2 separate regions of the Sus scrofa genome follow, and region 2 is linked to region 1. A link is a contact called in public Hi-C data. All regions are on one chromosome and are shown on one strand. Each heading gives the region's core, a stretch centred on a gene start, on an enhancer-like site or on the middle of the called end of the contact. The rest is flanking DNA. Distances are from core to core; before and after follow the strand shown.

Region 1 (6,203 bases), core at 3,336-5,835:
CCTGGGGCTGGGGATCAAACCCGTGTCAGAGCTGTAACCAGAGCCATACCACAATGACCGTGCTGGTCCCCCAACCTGCTGAGCCAAGAGTGAACTCCTTATGTAACCTTTTGAGCCTTGTTTTTACCTTCTTCGAAAAGGAGCTAGTCTGCAGGGATGTTGTACTAATGAAGTAACATCCAGAAATCCCTGGAGCTGTGACTTAGTAACTGGGAGGATGAAGGACTGGCCCTCAGTCTCCCATCTCGTGTGGGTCTCATGTCTTCCTCACCCCATCGGCTCTGCGTTCTAGGGTGTCACGTCCACAGCACTGCCATCGATGAGTTGAGTTGGCTGTGAGGCCGTGCAGAGAATGTCCCTGTCCTTGGGAGCTTGTGATGGGGAGGCGCTGGTCCTGGCGTACTCGGCATCACGCTGTGGGCTGCTGACATGGAGAATGTGCTTTTGACTGAGGGTGGAAAGCAGGCTGCGGCAGCCCAAGAAGCTGGAGCCTGGGGCTGTGCCCTGGATGGAAAGCGGTGGGGTCTGAGGACATCTATGACCGAGGGAATGTTCCTTCATGCGCTCTGTCCTGGTTCTGATTGGCAGCCCCTTGGCTCCTGATCAGATGCAAACCTCCAGAATTAAGATGCTCTCCCCCCTAGTTGCTGCCATTCTCTGTTCCTCCCCCTATATCACAACTCCGAGCACAGCACAGACAGAAAGGCAAGACACAACAGAGTGGGAGATTTTGATGTTGGGAGGCTGCAGAATTGCTGTTAATGTAACAGGGATGAACATGATGAAATAACAGGCCACAGGATTTATTTTTATTTTGTTACTAAGCCAGTAGGCTAGAGCACTGATACAGGTTAAGTACCTGCTAGTTATTGTTGTTGCCTTTCTTCTTGGGGACAGCGGGGGTGGGGGTGTGGCATGGAGAGGGAGAAAGGGAAGAGCACTGCATCTCTGGGATGGGATGCAGGAAGGAGGATATGTCAGGAAGCCCATCAGTAGTTTTCCTCATGACCTGCTCCCAAGCTGGTGGCGGGGGGAGGCTGTTGGTGTGACAGTTTGAATGAAACTTTGTGAAGTTGTGGTCCCTGCTGTGCATGGTGAGATGTAAAAGCCGTGTAAGGTAGCCATGCATTGATGGAAAGACCACACAAAGATGCTACTTGGCGAAATTAAACAACACTTGCCTGCCTAAAGTATCCAGAAGCAACTCAGCACAATCAGAACACCTGATAGATCTCAGGTAGATGCAGGGGCCAACTCTGGACCCCCAAAGCTTCCCAGTGGGCCCACATTGCAGGGGATCATGTCTGTTTCATCAGAGTTCCTTCAGAAGGATTGCACGCTCCCTTCCTAGGCCTAGTCTCTCTTCTTTCTCTTTCTGTCCCTGAAAGATGGAACCTGTTCTGCGTGTAGCCTTGTCTGGGTCTGATCTAGGAACCAGCACCACTAGGCCAGGTGCACGCTCTCCTTCTCAGGGTTATGTACTTAGACGTGATAAGATGATGGGGATAGTGTGGTTACTTAAGTGTCAACACAGCCCTCATAGTCCTCAGTCTCCACAGGCTTGTATAGCCTGGTCTTTTTCTTTTTGGCTACACTTGCAGCATGCAGAAGTTCCCATGCCAGGGATCAAACCCATGCCACAGCCAGAGGAGTGACCTAAGCCACTGTGGTGATAACCTCTGGATTCCCTAACCCGCTGTGCCACCAAGGGAACTCTTAGCCTAGTCTTACTATGTTTCTGAATTTAGCTGCAGCATCAGAGTCGGGTCTGGTTTCCCAGGAGCCTCTGGATCTTCTACAGACGAGCCCGGGGACCAGCTCTGGTGTGTGTCCTGCCTACACGCAGTAGGAACTCTTGCCTGATTCGTGAAGGGATGTCAGGAGCCACAGAGCTGGTCCAAGCCCACTCCCTGTACTCAGGTGTGCAGACCTACTCAGTGGTTTCCGGGGCCAGCTGTAGGGTGCATGGACCATGTCGTGGAGACGTCAGGGTTCTGCCTGGCCCTTTGTCTTGACCCCTTTCGGGTGGCCAGCTGCTCGGTTTTCGGTGGTTGGCCTTGTAGAGGGCCAAGAGCCATTGACCTCAGTTTAGGGGAATTTAGAAGTTGTCCTGAACTCTTGATCCCCTTTCATCCTTCTGCCAGCTTCAGGCACCTCTGAGGTCAAACCGAATTCTGTTTGGACACGAGTGTGCTGGGGCGTAAGGATAGCAACGGTGATAATATTAATAATGTCTTTTCTTGGTTGTCCCACTTTTTCCTTTGCAAAGCGCCTTCATGACTTGCTCTTGCTTAACTCACAGCCTCCCCTCAGGGGGTGTGGGTCCCTCATTCCATATCTGGGATGGTGAAATCTGAGAAGCTCTGAAAGCTAAAAGGGTTTGTGTAAGTTGGCCGCAAACTCGTTTAGTAGCAAAACCTGATCTGAACTGATGCGAGGCTATATTTATCCTGCCGATTTTGAATATTCATATGTTTTGCTGCCAAAATATTAATGTGTTTGATTACAGAGTGCTTCCCTAGACGACTCTGGGACTGGCAAACACTCTAGGCCCCATAGCACCTTTCTAAAATCTGAACAGTTGGGATTTCTGAAGCACCCAAGGGTTTGGAGTAAAGGATTGTTGGCCATTATCGGCCCTAACATACAGGTGGGGACCGTGAACTTTGGGTAAGTGACATGCCCAAGGTCACATAGCTATAAATGGTTAGGGCCAGGAGCTCAGCTCACTCTCAGATTCACAGTCCCGGGTGCTCCTCCACAGGCCATATAAGCACATGGGCATTGCCGTTCTGGGTCAGATCCATCTGACCTAGTCTTAAGGTGCCAACACCATCCCTAAGATACCACCCTTGGAGGCTACGGGTCTCTTCCTTGACGTCAATCCTAAAGGTCAGGTGGAGCCCAGATCTCTTAGGAGCTATTTATGGCTGCTCTGTCATTCACAGATTTGCCTAAATCCTTTCTGAAACCGTTCCTGTTTCCAGGAAGTATCCTTTTGGGGGTGATGAATGACCTAAGTTTATAAGCTCCTGGGCTCCTGGAGAGCTCGTCTTTTGGAGCCGTCGATTGTTGGTTGTGAAGAGCGGAGGATGGCAGCGGGCTCTGGGGGGTTGAGGCCCGCTGTTTGGGAGGCTGGGTCTCCGTACTCGGCTTGACTTTGCTCACTCGCTTGCTTTCTTCTTTTTCTCCCTCTGTCACTCTCATTGGTCTCTTTTTCATCTTGAGCTTATCGTCTTCATTTCTAAAACTAGCCAGTTGGATGAGCTATTTCTGAATTGGTGAACTCTTTCAAAAGTTTGCCGCTTCTGCACTTACTTATAGCCTCATGAAGTCCTTTTGGTTAATTGAATTTTGCTCTGTTTTGGAATCTGGTTTGGGAGTCAGCCAGCTAAAACAGGGTCAGTTTGATTTGATTCTGTCTACTTGGACTTCGTTGCTTTTTTTTTTTTTTTAGTACTTTAACCTGCTTAGGGTTACTGAGTCATCTGGGATCTAGGCTGAACTCTTGGAAATTTGAAGATGAGTTCTTTAGTTTTCTTTCTAGCAGAAGTAAGTTGCCTGCTCTCTCATCTTGGTGAGAAGTCCCATTTTAATTTGCTGTCGCTATTGGATGGAGTTGCTAATTGCTGGAAGGAGAGGGCAAGAACGCTTTCATTCAGCAACACTTTTTTTCCTTCTGCTTGTTCTGGGACAACTCTGAATCTTTCAAATTGTGATGATCCTACAAGTTAAAATCGAAACTCCGTTCACAACTCTGATTTGTTGCTAATTTGGGGAAAAACATTTCCAATTATTTTAAGTTTTAAAAATGAATGACTTGAAAACAAGTCCAGCTGAAAGCCCGTGTGTGAGACATGAGTCTTGCTAAATGAATACAGGCCTGCCTCACTTCGCCCATTGGAGGGTTCTGGAATTTTCCACAAGAACAAAAGCTTTTCTTGGTCAAGTTCTGTTCTGGTGGTGGTAGGCGAAAGCTCTGACTCAGTGGCATTGACTTTGGTGGAAAGGAAAACTTACCATGGCACCCCCACTCCCTCACCTTCGACCCCATGTGTTTCACGTAGTAAATAGACATTTTGAGCAAGTCAGACTCTCTGGGTCAGAATCCCAACCTGACCACTTACCAGCTGTGTGGCTCTGGTTACATTACTTAACATTACCTGACATTACTCTTGGGGACATTACCTTATTGCGCCTGTTTGCTCATTTGTGAAATGGGAATAATAACAGTACTTACTTACTGGGTTGTTACAGGGATTAATCAGTAAATACTGAGCACTGGCTAGGAAGTAGGTGACCCAAAGTAAATGTTTGCTGTTGTATTTTTGCTGCCATTGTTGTAAAGCTGGCAGTGCAGGGTAAAAATTATGTTCGTGTTGGTCCAGGTCCTGCTTTCCCCCAAAGGTATTGTTTATACGGCACCTAAATAAGAGCTGCCACCTCTGGCGTCCTGTATTTGGAGCTGATACACAGTGACCACCGAAATTTCCCCCTCAATCTGATCTCTTCTAGCGCGGTGGCCAGGGTACTCTTTGTCCCATTGACCTGAAGCCTGATGAGTCATCCCAGTCCTCGTTTAAATTTAGCCGGGCAGCGCTCCACTGGCATCGTTTCCAAATGCCGAGGCAGCTCACCACTGCCCTGTCCCCTTGCCTGTGCATGTGGTCAGGCCAGCAAATCACTGCAGTGGCGGCAGAGCCTAGGAGCACAAACACCTCCTTTCCGAGAAGCCTGGGCTTGTGGACGGAGCATGTTTCAGAGCCCCTTCCCATTCCTTCTCCGCCGTGCAGGATGCTTCTAAGGGTGGATTCAGCAAACAGCGCTTTGAGGGCTTGACACGCCTCAGGTTCTGTGCCAAGTGTGTTTGTATCTTCCCAACCCCTCTAGCCGCCCTGTAGGGTAGATATTTGTTTCCCGTTCCCTGATGGGCAGAGGGGAACCCGAGAGGCTAATGGACCTGTCCCTGGTGAGCCGGTGAAGGGTGGCACCAGAATTTGTGCTTAGGTCTTCTGGCTCCACGTTCATGCTTCTTTCCATAACGTCCTGCTTGGATCTTCAGCCCCTAATGGAGTCGGAAGGGAAGGGGGAGTTACAGGAAGGACCAGCTCCGTGTTCCCTGTGGCCGGTGACCAGGAGGCTCATCACTTGGCCACTAGCTTCCTCTGATGACCAGAGAGGAGGGGGGAGGGAGGGCGCTGCTTAACTGTGCGAAAGGTTTGTGTTTTCCGGGCCGGGGCCACGCGGGTCCAAGAGCACTCCACCATCTCTCACACAGAGAGAGACCAGCTTCTAGGGATAGAGGCCTTTTATGCTGACTCCAAAAACAGAAAAAGGGAGAGAAAAAGAAACCCACTTACAAAAATAAAAATTCCATGCTGTTAATCTCATGCCAGCATAATCAGAATTTCCCCTTTCTACTGTTTCCCCTTAAAAGCCCCCATGTCCTTATTATGCTGGCTCAGTCTGGAAAAACTCTGGTTGGGTTTTTGCCTACGTGAGGCTTAACGCTGCAGCTGCAAAGAGGGGATCCGGTCCTTGATCGTCAGCACGGAAACTTCGGGTAAAAACTCACAAAAACCTGCTGAATTCTAAATTCCTCCCTCACTTTCGACTCTGTCCTTAAGATCTGATTTTCTTCAGCAAGAGCAGACTGTGTTCAGCTTTGCAGTAGGAAAAATCCAAGTCAGATAAGAGAAAGAACTTCCCTAGACAGGGGGGGTATGACTGGCGAAATTACTAGAAGATGGAGTTGGAGAAATCTTGATGGGAGGTTGCACTGTGGGCCAGTTGAAAGTGGTGTTTACAGTTCTCCCCTCTTTAGGGCCCTTTAGATGCCCCAGATGATAAGAGCGAACATATAAGACAGGCATGCTGAGAATGAGACAGGCACCGCCAGACCCTGTGCCTGTCGGTGTGTAGGGCCAGGGCACAGACGGATCTCAGATAGACTTGGCTTTGCCTGCTGGCCCCTCATTGTGAATTGGGGCAGGTGGCTTCCCTTGTCTGACCATCAGGCTCCTGTTCTGTGAAGCGAGCTTAGCCCTTCCCTCTCGATGGGATTCAAACAGGCTCAGTGAGGTACCCTGTCCCCTCGATCCCACAGCAGGGACTCCATGTGAGGCCGCCTCCCTGTTTCCCCGCTTCGCTTGTGACCTCACAAGGGAGCCTCTCGCCTCCCAAGTCCCCTGCCACCCTCACCG
Region 2 (5,937 bases), core at 2,897-5,396, 200 kb after region 1:
AGTGTCCTCAGAAATGTGATCAGATTTCTTCTCTGGACACTTTTTCTTGGCCATACCGGTGGCGTGCAGAAGTTCCCAGGCCAGGGATCGAACCTGTGCCACAACAGTGACAACAGTAGATCCTTAACCCGCTGAGCTACCAGGGAACCTCTGGATGCTTCTTTACAGTGGTCAATTTGTAGGTGAAATGTCAAAGCTTATTTCCTTCTCCTTGCCCCCATTCCTACCCCCAAACAAGCTCCCCACTCCTAACTCTGCCCTCCTACCAAAATGCTTCATGTTCCTTGTGCTGAGGCTGTCCGTGCAGGCAAAGCTCCCAGTCCTGGAGTTCACATTCCTAGATGGTTGGCCTCCTGCACCCTCTCGCGATGGGGTAGGGAGAGTGGAGTCTTTCTGGGAGTGTGGACCTCAGAGCCCTGCCCTGCTACTGATGATTCACAATGAACGCTCCTGATCTAAAACAGGTGGGCTCCTGATGGACATCAGCTCTGGCCCCACCATCTATCAGCTCCTCTCCGCCAGTAAGTCTTTCGAGGAAATCATTGCCACTGACTACATGGCCAGGAACTGCCAGGAGCTGGAGAAGTGGCTGAAAAAGGAGCCAGAGGCCTTTGATGGATCTCCACGGGTGAAATACATGTAAGAGCTTGGAGGGAATGGGTTAGGTGTCTGCTGTTTGTTTGAGAGTCTCCATCATACCAGGAGCTTCACTTAACTCCTGAATGGCGAATTTCCCATGAGGCTGATGTAGAAATGGCAAGGCAGATGGAGGCTAAGAAGGGAGGAAGTCAATGGGGTCCCAAGAAGCAAGGAAGAAGAGTGAAATCTGAATCCTCTAAAGACTGAGAGAGGGGAGTTCCCGTCGTGGCGCAGTGGTTAACGAATCCGACTAGGAACCATGAGGTTGCGGGTTCGGTCCCTGCCCTTGCTCAGTGGGTTAACGATCCGGCGTTGCCGTGAGCTGTGGTGTAGGTTGCAGACGTGGCTCGGATCCCGCGTTGCTGTGGCTCTGGCGTAGGCCGGTGGCTACAGCTCCGATTGGACCCCTAGCCTGGGAACCTCCATATGCCGCGGGAGCGGCCCAAGAAATAGCAACAACAACAACAAAAAGACAAAAAAAAAAAAAAAAAAAGACTGGGAGAGGGAACAGAAAGAGCTGGCTAGAGACAAGCCTGGAGCCAGAAAGAGACTGTCACGGAAGCCCACCCGGAATGCCAATGTCTGAACCCAAGCAGGTGGAGAACCTGCTAGGCTGCCTCCATTCTGATTGGCTGGTGCCCTGTTGTTCCAGTTACAACCTCTAGGGGGCTCTAAACTTGTGGAATCGTCTTGTGGCTCTGAGGAGGTGGGACACAGAATTAAGACCAATCTTGCACTGCCAAGTGGAACAGAATTCACTTATGGTGCCTATTTTCATTCGATTTCAGGGCACCACGTGGGTCCACCACAGCCCCTCCATCCCCAAATATCACTCTCCCTAGTTAGGTAAGGTGGTCGCAGTTGTTAAAGTCTTACTCTTTTTGTTTAAGGCTGATTTTTTTTTTTTTTAAGTACAAAAGTGGAGAGAGTAGTGCTAGTCCTGACTAATTCTGCCGTGTGAATGAGTCCCGCATCCTGAGAGAAGCTATAGGTAGGAAAAGAACGTGTGAGATGAGAGGGAGGTCGCGGGGGGGGGGGCGGGGGGGGGGGACATGGGGAAGGAAGGGGAACGGAGACACTGGAGGCCCCACCCACGTCCCACAAGCTCACTTCGTACTTTTGCTCAGCTGATTCCAGGCAGACTTTCCATTCCTGGGGGCACCTGCCTGGGTCGTGTTAAACACGGGCTGGCAGAAAGAGAACGGGCTAATGGCCAGGGGAGCATGGCCGGTAGAGGGGCCCCTGGGTGGGCAGGTCCTGGCCTTGGCTGTGCACAGCTGGCTTCAGGACCACGTCCCCCTCCAACTCAGTTTCTTCACCTGGAAAACCAATGACCTGCTCTCTTGGGAGTCCGAGTGCCAGGCAGAGTATGGACAAGAGGCATGTGTGTGGTCCACGTGACGAGCACAAGCCAGCTGCCCCGCTTTGCTCTTCCCTCCACTCCAGAGACAGGTGGGCCCGGAGGGAGGAGCGCTTAAGAGAGCGGTCCACCAGGTGCTCGAGGGCCACGTTCTGAAGGAACAGTCCCCGCAACAGGAGATCCTGCCCCAAGTGACTGTGTCATTTCCTCCCTGTGCCCCGAGGGGGCCACCCTGTGCCACCTCAGGACCCTGCTCCGGACCAGGGGCCATCTGGTGCTGGGCGGGGGCTTGGAGACCAGCCTCGTCGTGGTGGGGACGAGAGGTTCTCCGCACGGCCCCTGGAGGAGAAATCCTGTGGGAGGCCCCGCAGGAGACCGGCTTCACCGTTGAGAAGCTGGAGAAAGTTCCACAGGCTGCTGAGATCCTCTTGGATAACCGTTCCGACTGCACGAGGGTGTTTTTTCTGGTGGCCCAGAGAGGAGACCGAGACAAGGACTTGGAGGAGCCAGCAGCATGCAGGACAGGGCTCCAACCATCACTCTGCCACCTCATTCACTTCCCTGTCCATGTAGTCAGCTCCACATAGAACCCTTACCAGCAAATGACCGCTGGGTAAATAGGGCTGCTTATCTCAAAAGGAGAGGTTTCTAATATACTCCCCTAATGGCCCAGGGTTGGGAAAAGGAATTGGACTCGAGAAATAAAGTTGTGCCTCCTTAGTGTTGAGAGCTCTCAGGGTTTCCTGGAAGGAAGGGGTCAGAGTCCTGCTCCTGCTCTCCTGTTTTAGGCAATTCAGACCACATGACTTCTGAGCCTGCTCCCCACCCGCTTCTCGCTCCTGCTAATGTGGCAGCCCCGCCCCATGAAATGGAAAGCTCGCGCGTGGACTTTGATGCTTAGCTCTCTGTCTTACTTGCTCTTGTGGCTTCATGTGGGCACCTCGGAGCCTCAGTTTCCCCATCTCTGAAATGGGAGTCATCACAGCCTTCCCCAGGGTTATTGTGACACCTCTAAGCTATAACATGAATACATTTGCTAAATAACCACACAAGCAATTTCGTGTAAGTTTCAGCTGACCTTATAAAGGCATGTAACAAGCAGTTCTAAACAGAGCTAGAGAAGCTGTTTTCCCTTCATGTCCAGAGCAACCCACCTAACCCAGTTTGGGGCAGGGACAGAGCACTAGGGAAAGGCTTTTTGAAGGAAGAGGCAAGCAGATCAGGGAGATGTAAAGAGTGACCCAGGAGTTCCCGTTGTGACCCAGAGGGTTATGAACCTGACTAGTATCCATGAGGGTGCAGGTTCCATCCCTGGCCTTGTTCAGTGGGTTAAGGGTCCAGCGTTGCCACAAGTTGGGGTGTAGGTCGCAGATACGGCTCAGATCTGGTGTTGCTGTGGCTGTGGGAAGACCAGCAGCTGCAGCTCTGATTTGACCTCTAGCCTGGGGACTTCTTCTTTTTTTTTTTTTTTTTTTTTTTTAATTAATTTATTTATTTATTATTATTTTTTTGGGTCTTTTTTTGTCTTTTTGTTGTTGTTGTTGCTATTTCTTGGGCCGCTCCCGCGGCATATGGAGGTTCCCAGGCTAGGGGTTGAATCGGAGCTGTAGCCACCGGCCTACGCCAGAGCCACAGCAACGCGGGATCCGAGCCGTGTCTGCAACCTACACCACAGCTCACGGCAACGCCGGACCGTTAACCCACTGAGCAAGGGCAGGGACCGAACCCGCAACCTCATGGTTCCTAGTCGGATTCGTTAACCACTGCGCCACGACGGGAACTCCCTAGCCTGGGGACTTCTAAATGCCGCAGGCGTGACCCTAAAAAAAACAAAAAACAAACAAACAAACAAACAAAAAAAACAAAAAAAAAAAAGAAAAGAAAAGTGACCCAGGCAAAGGAATCAGGGGTGAAGAGCAAGAACTTCCAGGACAAGTACCAAGACCCAGAGGGGAAACAACCTATTGTGTTTGGTGAACTTCTGGAAAAACTGAAGACATTTGGGTGCCAGTATGGGAGCCCTGTCCCCCAAGGGCACTAAGGCTAAGACACCGGGCACCTGGAGTGGTAGAACAGGCCAGAGCTTCAAGTGAGCAGAGGAGTGTCAAATCACTGATGGTTGGTGACTCAGCGGTGGGCACACAAGCAATTTAGTCACTCAACAAATATTTGTTGAGTGTCTGTGTAAAGCTGGACACAGCCCTTTGACCAGGGCTGGTCTTTACACGAAACATGGTTGCAACATGTAAGCCCTTGATTACATTCTACCCCGTGTGTGTATCTGGGTATATGCGCGTGTGTGTGCACACGCATGTGAGCACATGCATAAGCTGATGACCCACCCATAGAAGTGGGTAGGATCTACCTATAGTGCCACCACCTGAGGGATAGGTGAAGTTGACTCTCCCAAAGGCTGCGTTCAGATCAGGATTAACCACCAGGACACACTTGCAGTAGGTGGACCCAGAGGCTGAGTGCTCACACCCCACCCAAGGAGAGCTCCGAGTGTACACTGCCATGTACGGTGGGAAAGCAGGACTGGGCTGGGAAAGTGTAAGGCAAAGAGCTAGGTAGGCGGGAATAGGGAGAGGATGTCTGGGGAGCATGCTCGGTGGGACTGCAGCGTCCAGTCTCTGCCTCCTGCAGGAGGTGCAGGTGTGCACCTGTCAAAGCTTCTGCTGGGGTCCTGGGCCTTCACATCGGCTCCCTGACATGATATTCAAGTTACCAGGTACAGTTCTGCCTGCCACCTGTGAGTGGGCATTTGAGCATTTGTCTTCCTGGAGATAGAGACCGAGGAGTGTGAGACATGGCCAGGGACCCAAGAGGGTTACCATTTGCTGGGATAATGGGCAGCACGCTTCTGTTAAGCTCCCATTGAGCAGGCATAGGGCTGTATGGGAGGCAGAATTACTAGCTCGGGAGAGGGACGATGGGATGCGAAGAAGAAGGAGGGATTAGTTCCTGCTTGGGAATGAACCAAGGAAGGCTTCAGGGAGGAAGTGGTGGCCAAGATGCATTATAAAGGAGGAGAAACTCTCGCTGTGGCACAGTAGGGTAAGGATCCTGTGCTGCCTCAGCTGGCACAGGTTGCAGCTGCAGCTGGGATCCAATCCCTAGCCCAGGGAACTTCCATATGCTGTGGGTACAGCCATACAAAATAAATAAATAAATAAGGGATGGTAGCAAAGACATTCCTATTGAAGGAAAAAATACTGTTTAAAAAAATGGCCTTAGCACAAACACACACACACACACACACACACACACACACACACACACACACAAAAGAAAGGAGTTCCCGTCGTGGCGCAGTGGTTAACGAATCCGACTAGGAACCATGAGGTTGCGGGTTCGGTCCCTGCCCTTGCTCAGTGGGTTAATGATCCGGCGTTGCCGTGAGCTGTGGTGTAGGTTGCAGACGCGGCTCGGATCCCGCGTTGCTGTGGCTCTGGCGTAGGCTGGTGGCTACAGCTCCGATTGGACCCCTAGCCTGGGAACCTCCATATGCCGCGGGAGCGCCCCAAGAAATAGCAACAACAACAACAACAACAAAAGACAAAAAGACCCAAAAAAAAAAAAAAAATGGCCTTAGGAAGCCACTGGGTGAATGGTGTGATGTTTGCATTGCCCCAAGGGTGGGATCCCTATGAGAGCAGCAGCGGAGGCAAGGCCAGGAGGGCAGCTTAGACCCCTGGGCTTTGTGAGCTTCTCCCGGCTAATCAGGGTTCATCTATAAATATTTATTTAGCATCTGCCATCTGCCAGGCACTGAGGATGAAAGAACAAGTATGACACAATTCTTGCCCTTGCTGGGCTCCCGGGCAGTTATGACGGCTGTTACAGGAGAGGAGCGCACAGGAAGAAATGCCTCATTGCGGGAATAAGGGAGGCCTGGCAAAGAGGTAGTGTTTGAAGTGAGCCTTGAACCAACCGTG

What was found. A called contact is a pair of places that touch in the nucleus more often than the background predicts.
Region 2: a Hi-C map of liver shows a contact between it and region 1, with 1.6 times the contacts expected there. The contact joins two enhancer-like sites. A contact is called at or near these places in 3 of 5 promoter capture datasets (fetal skeletal muscle, liver and skeletal muscle), 7 of 47 Hi-C or Micro-C datasets (fetal heart ventricle, liver, mesenteric adipose tissue and 4 more) and 1 of 2 datasets of contacts at active chromatin or transcription factors (skeletal muscle).

The regions. Positions count from the first base shown.
Region 1 is chr9:41,646,711-41,652,913 of Sscrofa11.1, forward strand. The region is part of intron 2 of ZBTB16 (zinc finger and BTB domain-containing protein 16); the gene reads left to right. Among named protein-coding and RNA genes, the nearest start is that of ZBTB16, 10 kb to the left of the region's middle. Within about 2 kb of position 4,586, at least 12 of the 83 cell types and tissues checked have an H3K27ac peak or open chromatin away from gene starts, as enhancers often do. A contact at or near this core is called in liver, where this site is marked.
Region 2 is chr9:41,849,380-41,855,316 of Sscrofa11.1, forward strand. It overlaps LOC102168180 (a long non-coding RNA gene), which reads left to right. Exons shown (of 8, transcript XR_002335645.1): 3 at 1-178; 4 at 465-639; 5 at 1,428-1,630; 6 at 5,751-5,904. Among named protein-coding and RNA genes, the nearest start is that of NNMT, 19 kb to the right of the region's middle. Within about 2 kb of position 4,147, at least 6 of the 83 cell types and tissues checked have an H3K27ac peak or open chromatin away from gene starts, as enhancers often do. A contact at or near this core is called in liver, where this site is marked.